Linked DNA regions of Mus musculus: region 2 is linked to region 1. A link is a contact called in public promoter capture Hi-C data. All regions are on one chromosome and are shown on one strand. Each heading gives the region's core, a stretch centred on a gene start, on an enhancer-like site or on the middle of the called end of the contact. The rest is flanking DNA. Distances are from core to core; before and after follow the strand shown. Region 1 holds the start of Tomm22 (translocase of outer mitochondrial membrane 22). Region 2 holds the start of Pmm1 (phosphomannomutase 1).

Region 1 (3,849 bases), core at 831-3,330:
TTCTTACCCCATGAGTCATCTTGCTAGCGCTTAATACTGAAGAAACCAAGAGAGGATCCAGATGCATCAAATAGGTAGACATTATGGAATAATGGGGCTTGCTTGTGTCCGGATCACTGACTGTTTTTTGGCAACCATTTATTGAGCACTGCTGATGCTGGGTATCTTTTTTGGTTTTTTTTTTGGTTTTTTTGTTTTTTTTTCTTTAAGACAGGGTTTCTCTTGTGTAGCCTTTGCTGTCCTGGACGAAACTAACTCTGCTGACCCAGGCTGGCCTAGAACTTTGAGATGTGCCTGCCTCTGCCTCCTGAGGGCTGGGAATAAAAGTGTGCAACTGTGTTTAATTCTCATGACAACTTTAGTACTGTTTTTCAGTTGAAGAAACCGGTCCAGTGAGGTGAGGGCTAGAAGGGAAGGAGCTATAGCTGGAGCCTCAGGGTGCACTTGTATGTCCAAATGATGTGACTTCCCCTGCCAACACTGGCACTTTAAGCAGGGTGCTGGAGTCAGAAGGTCGTAGAGCGGCTGTACTGTGAAGGACTTATGAGCTGAACGCTGCCATAGCCCTGGTCTGTCCTCTGCTCCGGGCTCAGGATTTTCTGGATCGTCTTGTCCACCCCCCAGTGGTCTGAGGGTGACATTGTACCGCTCCACTGTTTGCTCTCTTGGCAATTTTGCAATAGTTGAAAACCCTTTTACTGTTAAGCAGACTCTCTTAAACTTACGTATAAGCCGAGCACGATGTTGCATGAGTTTAATCCCAGCACTTTGGAGGGAGAGGCAGGTGAATTTCTGTGCGTTGAATGTTTTCATAGAGAGTTCCAGGACAGCCAAGCCTGGAACTTAAAAAAAAAAAAAGTAATAATAATAGATCATGTTTGTGGCTCAGTTGGTAGAATAAAGGCCTGGTTTTGATTCCTGTGTGGTGACACACCTGTGGCCTTAGTTCGAGGTGGAGGCAGGAGGATCAGAAACTCAAGGTCATCCACAAAATGAGTTCAAGGCTAGCCTGGGCTACATGAAACCGTGCTTTTAATGTGTGTGTGGGCCCAGGGGTGGGGGGGAATGAAATGAATAAGTGGTTTAAAGATGCTTGCTGCTGCAGGGTGTGGTGGCCCACGCCTTTAATCCTAGCACTCGGGAGGCAGCGGCAGGCAGATTTCTGAGTTTGAGGCCAGTCTGGTCTACAAAGGACAGCCAGGGCTACACAGAGAAACCCTGTCTTGAAAAAAAAACCCAAAAAAATGCTTGCTGCTGAGTGTGAATTTGATCCCCAGGCCCCACGTGGTGGAAGAAAAGTGTTGTGAATATTCACCAGAGAAGACCGAGTAGACATGGGCTTTAAGCCATAGAAAATCTTTATTAGCCAGTGTTTAGGATCTCAGTATAGCCTAGCAAGCCTTTCTCAGAGTGAGCTTTTAAGCACACACTCGCACATACACACACACAACAAAAAACACGGAGTCAGTTGTGCTAAGGTCTGGGGCCCTGTTACAGAGAGGATCAACTGCAAGTGTCCTCTGACCTCCATAAGTACACATATTGCTCACTTGTGGTGGTGCACGCCTTTAATCCCCGTACTCGGGAGGCAGTAGCAAGTGGATCTCTGAGTCTACAGAGAGTTCCAGGACAGCCCAGGGCTATACAGAGAAACCTGGTCTCAAAAATTAAGCCGGGCGTGGTGGCGCAGGCCTTTAATCCCAGCACTCGGGAGGCAGAGGCAGTCGGATTTCTGAGTTCAAGGCCAGCCTGGTCTACAGAGTGAGTTCCAGGACAGCCAGGGCTACACAGAGAAACCCTGTCTCGAAAAACCAAAAAAAAAAAAAAAAAAAAATTAAATAAACAAAAACCAGATCTCTCTAAAATATGCAGTTTCGGAGCCAAGCCCAGACCCAACGGCACAGAATAGCTGAGAAGCACCCGCATCTCTCCCTGAACATACTCTTACAGTCAGTTGAAATTAAGAGGCTGGCGACACCAAGGGGGCGAGCTGGAGGAGACGCCAACGCTTTCTCTCTAGCCAGCCCGGCTCGCTTCCGGAAGACGCTCTGTCCAGGGGTGGGCCGCTTCGCCTGCTCTCTTCCGCTTCCGGTGTCCTACAGCCATGGCCGCCGCCGTCGCTGCAGCCGGCGCTGGGGAGCCTCTGTCCCCCGAGGAATTACTCCCGAAAGCCGAGGCAGAGAAAGCCGAGGAGGAGCTGGAAGAAGACGACGACGACGAGGTGCTAGGGCTGGCGGGGAGCGGGGCGAGGGCGGGCGGTTGGGGCGTGGACGCCGCGAGCCGAGAGGGCGGCTTCTCCGCGCGGCACGGAAGGGCCAGGCCCGGGGCTCGGCGGTTGCGGTGCTGCTGCCGCTTCACCGACGACCCACGCCTCCTCCACCACAGCTAGACGAGACCCTGTCGGAGAGACTCTGGGGTCTGACGGAGATGTTTCCCGAGAGGGTCCGGTCAGCCGCCGGAGCCACCTTTGACCTCTCGCTCTTCGTGGCTCAGAAGATGTACAGGTAAAAGGGCCGACGGAGAGCCACCGGGAGCGGGCATGGACGGGTGACGGGTGCTGTCAAAGGACAGCGGGCCTCGGGAGTCGCAGAGCAGAGTTTGAGTGACCTTGGATTCATTGTCATACCCCGAGTGTGGTTGGTCTTCTGCAGAAGGGAGTTCTTTTTTTTTTTTTAAAGATTTATTTATTTATTTATTATATGTAAGTACATTGTAGCTGTCTTCAGACACTCCAGAAGAGGGGGTCAGATCTTGTTACGGATGGTTGTGAGCCACCATGTGGTTGCTGGGATTTGAACTCTGCACCTTCGGAAGAGCAGTCGGGTGCTCTAACCCACTGAGCCATCTCACCAGCCCCAGAAGGGAGTTCTTAACCTGGCGGGGTCGTTATGAGACTAAGGTTACGTATATACGAGGCTTATAAGAATGCACTGTATCGCTAGGTAATTACTGCTCCTCTTGCCTCTGCCAGGACTCTGGGGGCAAGGAATTGGTAGGGTACGCTTTTAGAAGATCGAGGGCGGTACTGCACGTCCTGTTCCAGGTTCGGTCCTAGCCGGAGTGCCGGCTTTCCTTTTCATGACGCCTCATCCACTCTTTCCCTCTGCAGATTTTCCAGGGCAGCTTTGTGGATTGGGACCACTTCCTTCATGATCCTGGTTCTTCCCGTTGTCTTTGAGACAGAAAAGTTGCAGATGGAGCAACAGCAGCAACTGCAGCAACGGCAGGTGAGCACATGTTCTTCTTGGCGGTGGGCCAACCGCAGAGCCCCAGGAGATTGGCACTTAACCCCAAGTGGGAGCAGGTCCCTGTACTTTCAGGTACTTGGCAGTGTAGAATTTGCCTGCCCCTCATGTGTGACAGAAGGGACCGACGACTGGAACTATGCAGTATCTTAACAGTCTTTTTTTTTTTTTTTTTCTTTTCCAGATACTTTTAGGGCCTAACACAGGGCTGTCAGGAGGAATGCCAGGGGCTCTACCTCCACTTCCTGGAAAGATGTAGATTCTTCCTTCGGTATTTGTCCTTGTGGGAGAACTTTGAAATTCATTTGTGTTTGAACTGCTGATTGTTGGAACTTTTTATTCTTTTTTTTAACCTTGGCACATGGATCTATTTGAACATAGTGGGAACTTTCTCTGTTTCTCATGGAGAGACCCCAGGTACACCTGTGCCCTACATAATGAAGTCCCTCACTTACTTCTTCCTGTTCTCACTCCAATGCTGGAGTACAGCCATGTGGAAGGTTAGCCTACTCTCTAATAAACTGCTCCTAAGGAAGTTCTTACATGCCCATTGTGGGAAAGAAGTAAGTACCCCTGACCATAAGGACTTTTTTTTAATGGAAAT
Region 2 (3,728 bases), core at 450-2,949, 2.3 Mb after region 1:
GGATACCATAAGCAGGATAATGCCAAGTCAGAAACAGAGCCTCACAAAATCATGTCTAGTATGTGCTGTGGGCAAAGCAATTGAGATAAAGGGGCTCCAGTATACTACCTCGAGGATGGGGGCTGGGCCTGGGATACTGGCGAGGTTCGAAGTGGTCTTTAGCCTTTAAAGTTTTCATTACTTACATGTATAATTAAAAATTAGCTTTGGAAAGCATTAAACTGCAGGGCAGTGGTGGCGGATGCTTTTAATCCCAGCACTTGGGAGGCAGAGGCAGGCAGATTTCTGAGTTCGAGGCCAGCCTGGTCTACAGAGTGAGTTCCAGGGCAGCCAGGGCTATACAGAGAAACCCTGTCTCAAAAAAACCAAAACAAGAAAAAAGAAGAAGAAAAAAAAAAGCATTAAGCTTTTCTAGTAAGCATTAAGTCTGTCTAGTAGTAGACAAATTGACAGGCGGTTCTTGTTCAGGCCTTGCCAAGTCAGTGCAGCACAAGGATCAGGCATGCCTAGGCTAGACCACCTCCTTTCCAATCCTGCATCTTCCTGATCCACCTCTGCTGGATGGAAAGAAAGATGCCCGATTCCTTCTGGAGAGTGGAAGGCCTACCAGGAAGCTAAGACTTAGGTTCACACGGGCTTCTGCCCAGTAGCTCGGCCCCCCACCCCCATTTCTGCTCTGATCATCCCGGTGATCCCAAAGGTAGAAGGATGGGTGAGAACGACCCAGGATGACTCGAAGGGAGAAAAACTAGGTATGGCTAAAGACTGGAGGGTGAACTATAAAGTGCAGACAGGAGAATGCACTCCCATTTTTTACAGTGCTTCTATTGTAAACAGACTAGCCCTGGGGCCTTTCACCTTCACATGGGTGGAACCAAAAGGATACCAATAACAAAAACCAAAACTCATCAGAAAAGCAGCTCTCTTTCCCTCCAACTCCAGGTGGAAGGTAAACAAACATCCTAAGAGGCTTAAGGAGCTAAACCCAGTTTTAGGCCTATGGACGCCAGAGTGCAAAGACTCAGAGATCTTCCTTGCCCTCAGTAGAGGGCGACCGTGGGCTTAGAAGCGCACGGAGCTCTGCCTGGAACGCCGCGTTCTCACGCTAGCTTGAGGACGGACTAGTTGTGCATCCTAGGGCTAAAATGGGGTAAGACCACCCCAGAGCCCAGCCTGGGCCTGTGCAAGCCTGGAACTGGGGATACCCGCCCTATCGCCCATAGACGCTCCTCCCGGAGGCTGGATACAGCATCTGCGCTCCCGGCAGGAACGTGGATGCCAACCCGCGCGGGGAGCGCTGAGGCCTGGAAGGCCGAGAGGGCCTGGGTCCCATCTCCTCGGTGACAGGAGCCGGTACCACTGCACTCCACGTTTCCGACAGGGTCGCGCAGGTGTCTGCGTTGACATGGCAGTGACGGCTTCACGCTGGGTCACGGATGCCGGCGTGACTCTGGGCGGGAGCTTTGGAACCTCGAGGCCCTTACCTGGCGAGCTGGCGTGAGGGTCCCGTCCACGTCAAACAGGCAGAGGATGCGCTCTTTCCTGCGGGCGCCCTCGACGGCGACTGCCATGGCTGTAGCTCCGCGCGCCAAGCGCTGTCGCTGCAGCCACCGCCAGGGTCGCGTGCGACAGAGGCCGGGCGGGGCCGGGGCGGGGCCAGCTGCGCAGCACGGGGAGGAGCAGTGGCCATCGGCCCTCCCGCGAGGGGGCGGGGCCTGCGGCGCCGAAAGAAGAGTACAGGCACCTAGGATTGAGGGGCGTGGCAGTAGGCGGGGTCAGAGTCCTCGTACCCGACGGAGATAGGAACCGGCGGGAAAAGGGGTTGAACCGGAAGACAGTGTCGGGCCAGCGGGTTGAGGTTGATCTCAGGGCGCTCCCTACGGTGGGGGGGGGGGGGGGTTGGGGGGCAAGGGCGGGACTCAGAGCCTTCTGCTTGTGATTCCCAAGGTTAGTAGGACGAAGGTATTGCCTTGTCATCTTGAGCTTGAAGTCTCAGGGAGAACCCGGCGTGCTGGCTCACCTGTGATCCAGCCCTTCTGAGGCAGAGGCCCTTATCTACAAAACAAGTTCCGGGCCAGCCAGGGCTACATACTCTGTTTTGTTTTGTTTTTTCAAAACAAGAGTTTCCCTTTGTAGCCTTGACAGCCTTGGATAAGACCCTATTTTTTAAAACAAAACAAACAACAAAAAAAGGGAGGGGGAGAGAGAGAAGGAAGAAAAGAGAAAAATATCCCATGATGGCTTTTACCTACTGTGAGAAATGTTTGTTGCTTTTTTTTTTTTTCCAATCAAAAGTAACCTACTAAGGGCCAATATGCCATAAATCTCTAACTTGTAAGCTTTTATGCGAGTCTTTTTTGTTGTGTTATTTTGTCGTGTGTGCCTGGGGTGATGTGCACTAAGTACATGCAGGAGCCCACCTAAGTCAGGATGGAAGTGAGTGTCAGATCCTCTGGACCTGGAATTACCCACAGTTGTGAGCTTCCTTGTAGGTGCTGGGTGTCAAATCCCTGATCCTCTGCAGGAGGCCAGAAGAAAGCTTCAGATTCCTAGTTCTGGAGGTACAAGCAGTTGTAAGCTGCCCAGTATGGGTGCTGAGAATTGAACTCAGGTCCTCAGTAAGAGTAATAAGTGGAGCACGCCTTTAATATCAGCACTCAGGAGGCAGAGGCAGGCGGATTTCTGATTTCGAGGCCAGCCTGGTCTACAAAGTGAGTTCCAGGACAGCCAGGACTACACAGAGAAACCCTGTCTCTAAAAAACCAAAACCAAAAAAAAAAAAAAAAAGACATCATGCCAGGAACAGATCTAGGGCAAGGTTTATTGGGGAAATGGAGTGGGAACATGAGAGGGAGAGAGAAATAAAGACAGACAGACAGACAGAATAAGCAAGTGAGAGAGAATCATGGTGTTCAGAGATGTTCAGAAGTACCTTTTTTAAAAAAGGTTTATTTACTTATATGAGTACACTGTAGCTGTCTTCAGACATACCAGAAATGGTCATCAGATGGTTGTGAGCCACCATGTGGTTGCTGGGATTTGAACTCAGGACCTTCGGAAGAGCAGCAGTGCTCTTAACCGCTGAGCCATCTCTCCAGCCCCTTTCTATATCTTTTTGTCATTTTTAAAAAGATTTATTTATTGATTATATGTAAGTACACTGTAGCTGCCCCCTTTCTGTCATTCTTTCTTTTTTTTTTTTTTTTTTTTTTTTGAGACAGAGACAGAGTTTCTCTGTATAGCCCTGGCTGTCCTAGAACTCACTTTTTAGACCAGGCTGGCCTTGAACTCAAAAATCTGCCTGCCTCTGCCTCCCAAGTGCTGGGATTACAGGCATGTGCCACCACTGTCTGGCATTGACTTTTTAAATTTTTTTTGTTTGTTTGTTTTTGTTTTTTTGAAACAGGGTTTCTCTGTATAGTCCTGGCTGTCCTGGAACTCACTTTGTAGACCAGGCTGGCCTTGAAATCAGAAATCCGCCTGCCTCTGCCTCCTGAGTGCTGAGATCAAAGGCGTGCACCACCACACCCAGGTTCTTTCTGTCATTCTTAATTACATTTTTACTTATTTATGTGTTTCTGTGTGGGCATGTGCATGAAACACCTCATGTGTGTGTGTGTATGTGGGGGGGGTTAGAGGGCAATTTTAAAGAGCCGCTTTTCTCTCTCCACCATGCAGAGACTTGAACTCAGGTTAATAGATTTGCCACTGGCACCCTTTTCCATCTC

The links. Promoter capture Hi-C pulls out the DNA fragments that hold promoters and counts their contacts.
Region 2: a contact with region 1 is called in a promoter capture Hi-C map of hippocampal neurons, with 5 times the contacts expected there. The contact joins the promoter of Pmm1 here to the promoter of Tomm22 in region 1. A contact is called at or near these places in 1 of 39 promoter capture datasets (hippocampal neurons) and 1 of 115 datasets of contacts at active chromatin or transcription factors (embryonic forebrain).

The regions. Positions count from the first base shown.
Region 1 is chr15:79,668,788-79,672,636 of GRCm38.p6, forward strand. It overlaps Tomm22 (translocase of outer mitochondrial membrane 22), which reads left to right and starts at 2,081. Exons shown (of 4, transcript NM_172609.3): 1 at 2,081-2,221; 2 at 2,386-2,504; 3 at 3,110-3,227; 4 at 3,430-3,849. The coding sequence starts at 2,105. The coding sequence ends at 3,504.
Region 2 is chr15:81,959,231-81,962,958 of GRCm38.p6, forward strand. Pmm1 (phosphomannomutase 1) reads right to left here and starts at 1,700. Exons shown (of 8, transcript NM_013872.4): 1 at 1,485-1,700. The coding sequence starts at 1,571.